Linked DNA regions of Mus musculus: regions 2, 3 and 4 are each linked to region 1. A link is a contact called in public Hi-C and HiChIP or PLAC-seq data. All regions are on one chromosome and are shown on one strand. The core of a region is the stretch at or near the end of the contact, and the rest is flanking DNA. Distances in the headings are between cores, read along the strand shown. Region 1 holds the start of Ttc39a (tetratricopeptide repeat domain 39A). Region 2 overlaps Osbpl9 (oxysterol binding protein-like 9). Region 3 overlaps Calr4 (calreticulin 4). Region 4 holds the start of Calr4 (calreticulin 4).

Region 1 (2,700 bases), core at 53-2,552:
ACTGGCCTGGAGGCTGGGAGCAGAGTTAGAGGTACCCAGGGTTCTTCCAGGGACTCAGGCACAGCTGTGGTATATAGGCAAGAGGGACGAGTCTGGCTTTCAGCCAGCAAGTCTGGGTTTGTGGATGGAAGCCTTGTTCCATGTCTGCCTTTTCTCCTGAAAACCACGCTTCTAATACTGAAGGGTGGTGTTCGGACAGGGCTGCGCAGAAAGGTAGTCAGCCAAGCTCCGGAGCTTTCAACCCTCAGCAGGAAGAGCGTAGCTAACCCAGCCTCTCTGTGTTTTCCAAAGCAGGAACCAGAAGTCAGGGAGGTTTGGTCAAATGCCTTGACCAAAATTATACAACAGAAAATGATTAGGGGAAAACTTAACAGGTGACTTCCTCCAGCCACGATGTTCCTCAGCACCGAGCTACCATTCTCTCAGACCCACACTAGAGGCTTCCAGCTGGCTGGTGGTTTCTCTCCTCCCTGTTCATCTGTCAGGCCTCAGGCCCTTGGCAAATATTGTCACTAGTCTGAGTCTCCAGGTAGGGCAGGCACCCCTCCCAGCTCACCTGAGCAGGATCTCTCTCTGCCCAGCAACCTCCCAGCAGCCTAGGATCCCAGCAACTGCCCCCTAAGCACTGAAACCCAAACACAGCAGAGCTGCTGACTATCTCCAGACAGCAACTGGCAGTGCCCGGGATCAACCTAGGGGGTCTGACTGTGACTTTGGAGGGGTGGGGGTGGGGCTGGCCAAGACAGCCATGTTGATAGTGACAGCACCCACCTTGACAACCTAGGTTCCTGGTACACCCAATACCCTGGGCCCGAGCACACTTAGAGCCCTTCAAATACCCCAAATATCCCTAAAGGGGATGTCACCAGACAGAGCTGTGTTCAAATCTCACTTTCCACTCTTACCTCCTGGATAATCAAAGTCACTTAAGAGCTATGCCTCAGTTTTCTCATCTGTAAAGAAGGGTGATCGTAACAAGGCCCACCCCATGGGTATAGACTCCATGAGGAGGGAGAGAAAGTTGGGACCCAGAAGGCCTGTGACTGAGCCAGGGTCCCCAGGAGGCAGCGGGGCGCGGGCTGCAGGCTGCGCAGCGGCTGGAGCCGCAGTGCGGTCCCGGGGCTCCTCCTAGGAGGCCCCCGCAGCGTTCGCCCTGCACGGCCCGCGCCCCGAGGCGGCCTCCGCCACTCACCCCGCCGGCAGGTCGCCCGGGCCGCTGGCCGTGGTCATCGCTGCGCGCGCCGGACGCCAGGCGCAGCCCAGGTGCTGCGGCCGGATCCCAGCGACGCGGCGGCCGGGGAGGGGCGCGCCGGGGGGCGGGGAAGGCGACGGGGCCGGGCCGGTCTCGGGCTGCCCACCCGCGCAGTGGGACCATGGCCGCGCCCGCGCAGCGCAGCGCCCGCCCCTGGCGCTGGCCAGGTGGGACCCGGGCGCTCAAGGTCGGCACAGCCTGGCCTTGGAGCATCGGCGCAGACATGGACCGGAGCTGCCAACACCTCCACCCACTCGGGCTGGGAAATTCTCCACCTTCCCTAGGCCTCAGCTCCCGGCCCCACACCTGAGATCTCGCGGTCCAGCCTCACTGCCGGGCCATGTTAGCGGAGAAAGCCTAGCTTCTGCAGACAGGCGTGGACATTCATTCTAACCGCTTGCCCAAACGGGGCCAGTGTTTTGCAAGAGACCAGAAGGCGGGAAAGCGGGCGGGTTAGCACGCACCGCTAGCAGGCAGCTCACACTCTCCTTCTCAAACAATCCCTAAAATTGCCATTTTTTTTTTTTTCAGATGCGAAAACTCGAGCGGTTGAGTTCATGTGACCTGTGTAGAGCCACTCTACAGTAAGTGGCCAGCAGGAACTGCAACTTAGCCCTCCTAACTCCAAAGCTCACACTCAGCCCCTTCTCCCTTTGGCCCCCTCCTCTCTCACTTCCAGAGTGAGTGGTCCATCCCCCAGATGCCCACTTTGCACTTAGACCTGAGACAGGTTCCGAAGAAGCCCACATGATCTTCTAGCAGAGAGCCCTGGCCCATTAAGAGTTAACCGGCCACTACCTCTGGGCCCCAGATGCTCTGGTGACTCATCATAACACGTGGCTGCCATTAGATTAGAGCTGTCCCTTTAGAAAGGCAAGGGACAGGAGGAGGGATTGGCCCTGAGCTCCAGGATGTCAGAAGAGGAAGCAAAAAAGAGCAGCCTGCAAATGCAGCCATGGTGGGAAGGACTTGGATCAGATCCCAGAGGAGCCAGGCAACTTGAGTTTAGGAATAGGGAGAAATGTCTGGGGGATTGCTGCTCTCATCAAGATAACTGCCTGGAAAGACTGTGAGTTGTTTGTTGTTCTTTTTAAAAATATTTTTATGTGTATTAGAGTTTTGCCTGCAGCTATGCCAGAGTGAAAGTGACACATCCCCTGGAGCTGGAGTTACAGACATTGTGAGGCGCCATGTAGGTGCTGGGAATTGAACCTCTGTCCTCTGGAAGAGCAGCCAATGCTCTTGACTGCTGAGCTATTTCCCAGGATGTCCTTATGCTGCTCTGTGTGAGCAGAGGCCAGGCACTGCTATGTGGAAACTATCCCAACTTTGGTAGCCTCACATATGGGCTTGAAAAGACGATGATGGGAACCTGACCACAACAGCATGTACCAGCAACCATTATTTAAGGAACCCAGACGAGGGTGAGTATGTTGGGGAAGGGGGAA
Region 2 (2,700 bases), core at 144-2,643, 230 kb after region 1:
TATTATATATATTCTTATAACTAACTCTAGAAATTATAGGGAATTGAAATTATTTTGTACATTTAAAGAATAACTTTCATATAAATGGTATCTGCAGCTTTGGAGCCTAAATGGAGAATATTTTGAATGTTTCTTGATTTAAAAAATTTTATTTACTATAAATGGTGTGTATGTGTGTGTTGTATAGCAGATGTGTCCAAGGCATAGGCTTGAAGACTACTTTTGGGAATCAGTTCTCTTCTCCCACCAAGGGATCTAGGTCAAGTTGTAGGGCTTTTGTAGCAAGCAGTTTTACCCACTGAACCATCTTGCTGGCCCTTGAAGATTTAAAAAAAAAAAACTTTAAAAATTTTATTTTATGTATATGCTTGCATGCACTTAAGTACCTGATGTGTACAGTGCCCATAGAGGCCAGAAGAGGGTGTTCAGTCCCTGGAAGTGGAGTTACAGTGATTGTGAGACACCATGTGGTGCTGGGGACTGAACCCAGGCTCTCTGCAAGAGCCACCCGTGCGCTTAGGCTCCAAATCATCTCTCCAGCCCCTATGGATGGCTTCTTAAGTGGAATCCTGAAGTTCATCTAAAGTAAGAAAACATAGCCTCAGACTAAAGCGATTCAGAACCCCTGTTGGGCAACAGATTTAATACATTGAGCTGAGTGGTTCTTACATGCTCTTAAAATGACTTTCCTATTCCAGGATATAATTTTCACACTCCACTGGGAAAGAAAATATTTGTTATTCTTTGAGATCAGAGAAAAATGAAAAAATTAATTATTATGACATGCTCTACAGCTTTTGATTAGAACGCAGAGAAATCCAGGGAAGTTTTATTTCCCCACAATATTATGAAGGGAAAGATTGTCTTTTAAAAATGGCTTTTTGGCAGGAATGGTTATAATGTAGTCCAGGGCCTCAGCTAGAATTTCCTGAGGGTAAGCAGGATTAGCTTGTTAAGGAACCTGGAACATGGGCAGGCACTGCAGGCAAGAGAACAGTCTGTCAAAGCCCTTAGGCATGAAGGACTGGCTGGTTCAGGGAGCTGGAAAGTCAGGCTGGGCCACAGGAATGGTGGGAGCTTTTGGACTGCAAGATTATTTTGTTCTGGTTTGCTTGACATATTTATCTTTATTTTGAAACAGTCTCCGTATGTAGCCCAAGCTGGCCTGGAGCTCGTGAGGATCATCCAGACCTAGACTTGAGAGCAGTTGGGCTGGTCTCGATAACAGAGTTCAGGGGGCACCACCTGGAGTGTTCCAGATTATTGTGTTCCTGAAGAAAGAATCCAACAGGCTCGGGGAGATATTAACAGGCAAAGGAGACAGCTTACTGAAGAAGGAGCCGCAGAGGGGTGGTGCCGGATGGAGCTCAGGTCCCTAGTGTGCTGCCAGTGCCTTACCCAGGAGCCAGCAAGCTTCACTGCTGCAGCCCGGGCCCCCACTCTGGATCTCTGGATTCAGAGTTGCTCTCTGTCCTTGCTCCTTTGTGCTTTCTGTGCTCTTGTGTTTGGATTGTTTGTGTGAGACTATTTTTTTATCGTCGGTTATTTTGTAGAATGCTCCATATTCTGATTCGCCTGAGCAGTTCCTCAGCTATTTGTGTAATTGCTTCCAGTTGTTTTAGTGTTTTGTAATTCATAATCCAAATGGAAGCAACATCATTGGCCTGTCTGGCCTTGTGTCTTGTGATTTTAAAAACTGCTTTACAATGCAGGCGGCTCAAGGATGAAGGAGATGGGGGAGGAGGGGAAGGGAGGGCAGGGAAGGGAAGAGGAGAGGAGAGGAGAGGAGAGTGTGTATGTGAATAGCTTTGCATTCTAATCTCATTGGTTGTATTCTAACCTAATGAATGTTTTTGTATCATGTCTTTATTGTTTTGGAGAGAAGATAAATATAGTTCCATAAAAGGGCTATTAAGTGCTTAAGAATGCCTCTCTTAGCAATGCTTTTATTAGTTGCCCTATTAGTAAGGAACTCTTTGATCATGCCCGGTATTTTCCCCCTAAATTATCTATCTGTGTTTGCAAAAATAAAAGCAGACTGTCTTCAGAATATCAGCAATCACTTCTGAACATGAATTCCCATCGCTTAGAAATTTGGAGGTTATAGGTGTCTGGGGCTTCAAGCAGGACAATTGTACAGTCACATGGAGTCTGCTTGTTTTGATTTTTTTTTTTCATACAGGTGGGAAGTGGAAAATATCAATTATTCTACAAGTATTACATATGTATTACAATCCCTCTCCTAGATTTTACTTAGGGTGGCCAATTAATTTCCAGGAGCATTTATTTCCTGGATGTCAGCTCTATGCTTCCTGTAACAGCCTGAGTTCCACCCAGGCTAGTGAGGGGACAGAAGGGACAACAGTGTCTCACCAGGATATGCTTTTTGAGCACCTAATGTATACCAGACACTGCACTAGAGCATACAATAAGCCAAGATAGACTTCTCACCCTCCTAGGAATGCCCCAAAGGCTGTACATGCCCCAATCAAGGAACACACAGGAGGCTGGGCACTCAAGGGTGAGAATCCAGACCAGATGGCTAAGGCACTTTGATGAGTGGCTGCAAAACAGAAAAGGAGACATGACATCTGGGGATTGCACGGAAAGTGTGGTCCCTCCCTCTTGTCCTCATCATGGGGAGAGATTCTTACACTCAATGCTGGTCTGTAGTGAAGGGACATGGAGAGGGATAGACAT
Region 3 (2,700 bases), core at 74-2,573, 150 kb after region 1:
ATGGGGCTGGGCAGATGGCTCAGCAGCTATGAGCGCTGAGGACCCCAGTCCGATTCCCAGCACTCACTGTGGCAGCTCGCAACAATCTGTACCTGTCGGTCCAAGGGATCTGATGTCCTCTACTGGGCTTTACCTGCGCCAGGCACACAAGTGGTGGACAAACACCCGTGCAGGTAAAACACCTATATACATAAAATAAAACGTTTACATTTAATTTTAAGAAGCATTCTGTGATATACACATTTTGTAATGGCTTTGTGGTCATTGTTTTATTATTTTACAGCTTGCTTTACAGCTTAGAAGCAGCGATCTAATGTCTTTCTTCTTTTTAGAAGATGTCTTTTCAGCCTAATGCATACTGTCTTCTCCATAGAGGAAGAAGACAGGCATGGGCCTTCTTTACTGACAACCAAAAAAAAAGCCCAGGCAGAGACTCCGTCTTGGGAAACTTTACTACTCTGTATAAGGCCAGGTCAGTTAGGAAAGGGAATTCTAGGAAGAGTTAGCCCCGAACAAAACAAATACCGCATTGTTAAGGTCCTAGCTTTAGGTATCTTTGGACAACCTTAGTTTTTACTTTACTCACTAGAAGTAATCAAATTAAGATAATGAGACCTCTGAGACCCAGCCCTTACTTAGTTCTTCCAGTACTAGGGTCCTGTGCACGTTAGATACACACTCTGTCACTCATCCACAGCCCTCAGAGCAAGTTTGTTTCGTGTCTGTCCCCTTTCTCACTGATCGCAGAAAGTATCGAGTGCTCTTTAATGCTGAGGGGACCATTGCATGCTCTCCCAACTCCTTCAATGGAAGAAAAACCGGTTTGTGCCACAAAATTAGCTGCATAAAGCTCGTCTCTTCACCCTGGGTCTGAGCTGCTATTTCAAAAGTGATGTCCCAATGTGCTTGGTATCAAGCAGTGCCAGAGAGATCTTAGTCAGCTCATGTACGATATCTTAAAACTTGATACTATTTTGAAACTGCCTTTTGTGGGTTGGTGTGCCTTGGCTACCACCCCAACCCCCCATACCCCTCCCCCAGGCTATGAAAACTCTCTACAGTCTGTGGGCTGTCAGGTGCTAATCTTTCCAAATTTCTTTCCACACCCAACCGCCACTTAAAATTGTTTTTTTAAATATTTATTAATTCGTATGTATATATACTGCATGTGTGTAGAAGAAGACAATTTACAAGAGTTGGTTCTTTCTACCATGTGAAATTCAGAGATGAAACTCAAGTTTTAATAGTTAGCTTTTTTACCCAATGTACTATCTCCTAATCTAGAATATTCTAAAAATCCAAGACCCACCACTAGGAGCTGAGCAGTTTTTGCATGCGTGCAATTCCAGCACTCAAAGGCTGAGGTATGAGGAAGTTAAAAGCCAGTCTATGTTTCAAAGTAAACTCTCTGCCAATCAGGGCAACAGGGCAAGACTGTGGGAACCTGTCTCAAATGACGATGAAGGTGCTCATGTATACATGTATACAAATGCCAAAGAATATATAAAAGATATTCTTTTAAAAATTAAACATTTAGTTTTTCTAAGAAACAAAACAAGCTGACTATGTCCCAGCTTCCAGGGAGGAAGGGAGAACTTCCTGCCACTCTCACTGATCTGATGACTCCACTTCCTGTTATCCAGGCTCCTAGTTCTTTAACTGCAAATCTGTTCTACATTTTCTTGTATTCTTCAATACCTGGCTCAAAGGTCTTTATGAAGGTGTCTCTGAAACCTGCAGGCATAGGCAGAGTGAGTTGGTGGTTTGGTTTTGTGTTTGGTTGGTTGTTTTTTGAGATAGGGTCTAGTCCAGGTTGGCCTTGCGGTCACTATGTAGTTGAGGATAGGAGTTCACACTTTCCAATGGATATTTAGTGAGTACCTTGATTTGTGTTGGTAACCCTGTCGTTTACTGGTTCCTTAAATGTTGGATTAAAACAAAAACAAAACAAAAGGATATAAGGACATTTCTTCCATGTGACAGGTTACTTTCTGTCTGTATTTCGTACTAATAGATATTCATTCAAATCGCCTGGTGCAGTAGAAGGCTAAGCTTTTCAGCCAGATGAACCTGAGATCAGATCCTGGCCCGCCCCTTACTGACTGACCCTGAACAAGTTTCTGTGTCTGCAACATGAAGATAGCAATGATCTCTGCAGTGACCTCTGTAAGACTGAATAGATGCATTGTAGGCACACTGCGAATTTGTGGGAAAATGCTTTCTAATCTATAAAGAACTACAAGAACTCAAGAGATAATGATGCTGTGAGCCGGTGGAACAAAAAAGATAGAAATAAGACAAGCAAACTTGCAAACAAGTAACAATTGTTTAAACATAAGGCAAGAGCAGCAGGCAAACAAGGTGACTTTCATGAAGTATTTTTCCAAACGTCCAAAGGATGTTCTGCTTTTGGCTTTAGGTGCTCAATACATTTAAAAAAAAAAAAAAAAAAGGAAACATTGGGTTCAACTGTTAGCACTGCTCCATAAATACTAAGAATTGCATATATTTAAACAAAAGAAAAACCCCAGTTGAAAGTAAGAACCAAGTTTATATAGAAGCTTATTTACCAACAATTAATTTCATAAACACCATGATAATGATAGTAGTTTTAACTACTACATTTTTTTTACAAGTATTTACTTTGGGCATGTTACAGGCATTGCCTCATTCAGTCCCAAGGGCCATTTCATGAGATAA
Region 4 (2,700 bases), core at 199-2,698, 170 kb after region 1:
GCTTTGCGCCTCTGCCCTGCCACACCCTGCCAGTCTCACTGTTACTGCAATGTCCTTCCAGAGTCTAACGGGCTTCAGAGTATGGAATGCAGCGGATGGACCAAGAAGGCAGGCTATAAGGAGATGGGGCAATGTAGACTGCCTGTGCTGCAGTACCAAGACACGGGCGTCCTGGGAACTGCTCAGTCTCCAGATCTCTGTCCTCTAAACACAACTTTCCAGAAAGGATTTAAACAAGATTTTAAAATGCTCAAACCAGCTCATAATTCTCCCCCTTTAATAAATATGAAAATGAGATTCACAACAGTAGCCAGATGGAGGAAGATGGGAAATCACTCCAGGGGGTGATCAATGAAGTCTATTTATAGAACAAAAGCTTTCTCAGACCAAGAGCCCATGCCCCCAGTCCTTGTCCTTGGAGCTCAGCCTTCCTCCACAGTGTTATTGGGCCTTTACGAAAGCTCTGCCTAGTGAACATGGCAGGTGATAGCTATCTTTGTCTAACAGCAAACACTTGGAGAAGTAAAAAGACGTGCTCCAATTCTACAGCTCGTCAGTGAGGCACGAAACGCTGCTCTAGACAGACATTTGGGTGTTTGGCAGTGCTTTCTCAGGTTTCCAGGACAGAACACTACTTGTAAAATCCTAGGAGTTTGGGGAAAACAGCACACATTAGTGGTAATGAGCACGGTCCCTAGAGTCAGATCCAAGTCAAGCCTCAGCTGTTCCCCTCAACTGTAGAGTATAGCCTCGGGCAAATATGAAAACCTTTCTGAGGCTCCTCTGAAAAACTGGGAAGATACTAATAACCACTTGGTGAAAATGTTAGAAAGATGAAAGACAAGATATGCAAAAGGCCAGCTTAAAATACCCATTATTCAGCTACAAAGCATAATAAGTTTTGTGGCGAGACTACCCTTTTTTACTTAACATTTTTTGTGTGTGTGTGTTTGATTGTGACAGGGTCTTACTCTGTAATCCAGCCTGCTCTGGAACTCATCATTTAGCCCTAAGTGGCCGCAACCTGGATGTTTCAATCTCCTGAGTATGGGGGTTACAGGCGTGCACCACCATGTTCAGCTCCACCCATTTTATTTATTTATTTATCTATCTATCCAGTAAGAGAAATGAATTGGTAATCACGGATTAAAAGCAATCGAGTTAAAGTCATACAATCATTACGGCCCCGAATTCTAGAATTTACCTTTATCTCTCTCTTTATCTTGATAAAATTTTCCCGAGGCTAGCTGGAATTGGCCGTAATCTGACTGATGTTTAGATTGTACCCACCGTTTTGTCCATCCATCTGTGGAGAAAGGAGAGAGAGAGAGAGAAAAAAAAAAAAACCAACACATTCAAATGAATCAAGTTGCCATTGCTAATTAAGTTCTACGGGCAGAGGGAAAAAGTAACAGGTGACTCAGAATATTCCTGAAATCACGCTTACCACACAGTACCTGGAACCCACTATTTATGTCCTGTCAGGAGGAGCTGCTCAAATGCCAAGCACCTGAGCCACTTTTCCACCAACACTGCATTCGCGGGGGTTAAGTCCTGAAAACTGCCATTGGGAGGGTGCGGTTGTAGGGCAAGAAGCGCTATAGTCACAAAAGTAGATGGAAAATAAGCCCCTGAGGACTAAGCCCTTGCACACACTTATGCTTTGTGAAGTAAAATAGTAAAACCTGCTCCCTCAGGGAAGAGACTAGCAAAACATTTCAAACTCCTTAAATTAGTAATGATTATCACGAACAATCAATTTCTCCTGGCCCCTTTCTGTTGCTTAAACTCTATGGACTCTCCCTTGCAGTTTTCGACTGCTGATAAATGTGTTTTGCTTTGGCACGGATGGCACGAGGACAAAGAAGCATTCTTTTGAGGAGCTGGCATTCCACCCAAACACTCGGTGCCCAGTCCCTTCCTCAGAGTTGCTGACTCCACTTCCTGGGACCAACCCGAGTCCCAGAGTCCCAGAGCCATTTGGCAGCTTGAGCTAGAAGAGGTTTTGAGGGAGGCCTTTATTTCCTCTCCTCCCTGCCTCTGAAGGGAGGTTCTCAACTCTCACTGCCCCATAGGTAAGGGCAATGCTTCGCATCTTCTCAGGAAAACCTCACATCAGCACACAGCCAGCGAGAACACTGGGAGCTGGCCACTGTCAGTTCCTCTCACGCAGGGCCCAGCTCTGATGTCTCAGCTGCTTCTCAGGAAACCCATGGGCTTGGGCTTGCCTTCCTAATTTTTTATTTTTATATCAGCCCAGGCTGGCTTTGAACTCCTGATCCTTACTCTGTCTTTGCTTCCTGAGTACTGAAGTTACAGACAATAAATACCACCACACCCAGCTTATGTGCATGTGTGAGTGTATATGTGTGTGTGTGAGTATATATACATATACATATGTGTGTGTGTATGTGTGTGTGTGCAGGTATTAGGATGAATGCAGTTAGATGTGCACATTCCCTGAGTATTTACTTACATGTGGAGGTCAGACAACATCCTCAGGTATCCTTACTCAGTTGTTGAGATGTTGTCTTTGCTTTTTGAGACAGACTTTCTCACCTCACCATAACCTGGGTCTTGCTGGTTAGGCTAGACTGGGGAGCCAGCAGGCCCCAGGGACCCTCTTGTCTCTGCCTCACAGTGCTATAATAGCAAGTACGTGCCACCATACTTGACCTTTTACATAGGCATTGGGAATTG

What was found. A called contact is a pair of places that touch in the nucleus more often than the background predicts. HiChIP or PLAC-seq counts read pairs in DNA pulled down with a chosen protein or histone mark.
Region 2: a contact with region 1 is called in a Hi-C map of embryonic stem cells, with 1.9 times the contacts expected there. The contact joins the enhancer-like site here to the promoter of Ttc39a in region 1. A contact is called at or near these places in 4 of 39 promoter capture datasets (the C10 cell line, embryonic stem cells, pre-B cells and 1 more), 1 of 15 datasets of contacts at CTCF or cohesin (pro-B cells), 6 of 484 Hi-C or Micro-C datasets (B cells, the G1E-ER4 cell line, the HL-1 cell line and 2 more), 1 of 115 datasets of contacts at active chromatin or transcription factors (stem cell-derived neural progenitor cells) and 1 of 9 other capture datasets (adipose tissue).
Region 3: a contact with region 1 is called in an H3K4me3 HiChIP or PLAC-seq map of bone marrow-derived macrophages, with 4 times the contacts expected there. The contact joins the enhancer-like site here to the promoter of Ttc39a in region 1. A contact is called at or near these places in 7 of 39 promoter capture datasets (the C10 cell line, hippocampal neurons, liver and 3 more), 2 of 15 datasets of contacts at CTCF or cohesin (large pre-B cells and pro-B cells), 10 of 484 Hi-C or Micro-C datasets (the Ba/F3 cell line, the G1E-ER4 cell line, the HL-1 cell line and 5 more), 6 of 115 datasets of contacts at active chromatin or transcription factors (bone marrow-derived macrophages, embryonic stem cells, neural stem cells and 1 more) and 4 of 9 other capture datasets (adipose tissue, embryonic stem cells, liver and 1 more).
Region 4: an H3K4me3 HiChIP or PLAC-seq map of bone marrow-derived macrophages shows a contact between it and region 1, with 4 times the contacts expected there. The contact joins the promoter of Calr4 here to the promoter of Ttc39a in region 1. A contact is called at or near these places in 5 of 39 promoter capture datasets (the C10 cell line, hematopoietic stem and progenitor cells, liver and 2 more), 5 of 115 datasets of contacts at active chromatin or transcription factors (bone marrow-derived macrophages and embryonic stem cells) and 3 of 9 other capture datasets (adipose tissue, liver and pancreatic islet).

The regions. Positions count from the first base shown.
Region 1 is chr4:109,405,702-109,408,401 of GRCm38.p6, reverse strand. Ttc39a (tetratricopeptide repeat domain 39A) reads right to left here and starts at 1,302. Exons shown (of 18, transcript NM_153392.2): 1 at 1,193-1,302. The coding sequence starts at 1,230. Ttc39aos1 (Ttc39a opposite strand RNA 1) reads left to right here and starts at 2,145. Exons shown (of 4, transcript NR_131195.1): 1 at 2,145-2,676.
Region 2 is chr4:109,172,569-109,175,268 of GRCm38.p6, reverse strand. All of the region lies in intron 1 of Osbpl9 (oxysterol binding protein-like 9), which reads left to right. Among named protein-coding and RNA genes, the nearest start is that of Gm46867, 28 kb to the left of the region's middle. Within about 2 kb of position 1,393, at least 60 of the 459 cell types and tissues checked have an H3K27ac peak or open chromatin away from gene starts, as enhancers often do. A contact at or near this core is called in adipose tissue and embryonic stem cells, where this site is marked.
Region 3 is chr4:109,254,179-109,256,878 of GRCm38.p6, reverse strand. Calr4 (calreticulin 4) reads right to left here. Exons shown (of 8, transcript NM_001033226.4): 8 at 2,302-2,700. The region is part of intron 2 of Gm40225 (a long non-coding RNA gene); the gene reads left to right. Among named protein-coding and RNA genes, the nearest start is that of Calr4, 20 kb to the right of the region's middle. Within about 2 kb of position 1,323, at least 21 of the 459 cell types and tissues checked have an H3K27ac peak or open chromatin away from gene starts, as enhancers often do. A contact at or near this core is called in the Ba/F3 cell line, the G1E-ER4 cell line and bone marrow-derived macrophages, where this site is marked.
Region 4 is chr4:109,234,380-109,237,079 of GRCm38.p6, reverse strand. Calr4 (calreticulin 4) reads right to left here and starts at 1,448. Exons shown (of 8, transcript NM_001033226.4): 1 at 1,205-1,448. The coding sequence starts at 1,355. All of the region lies in intron 2 of Gm40225 (a long non-coding RNA gene), which reads left to right.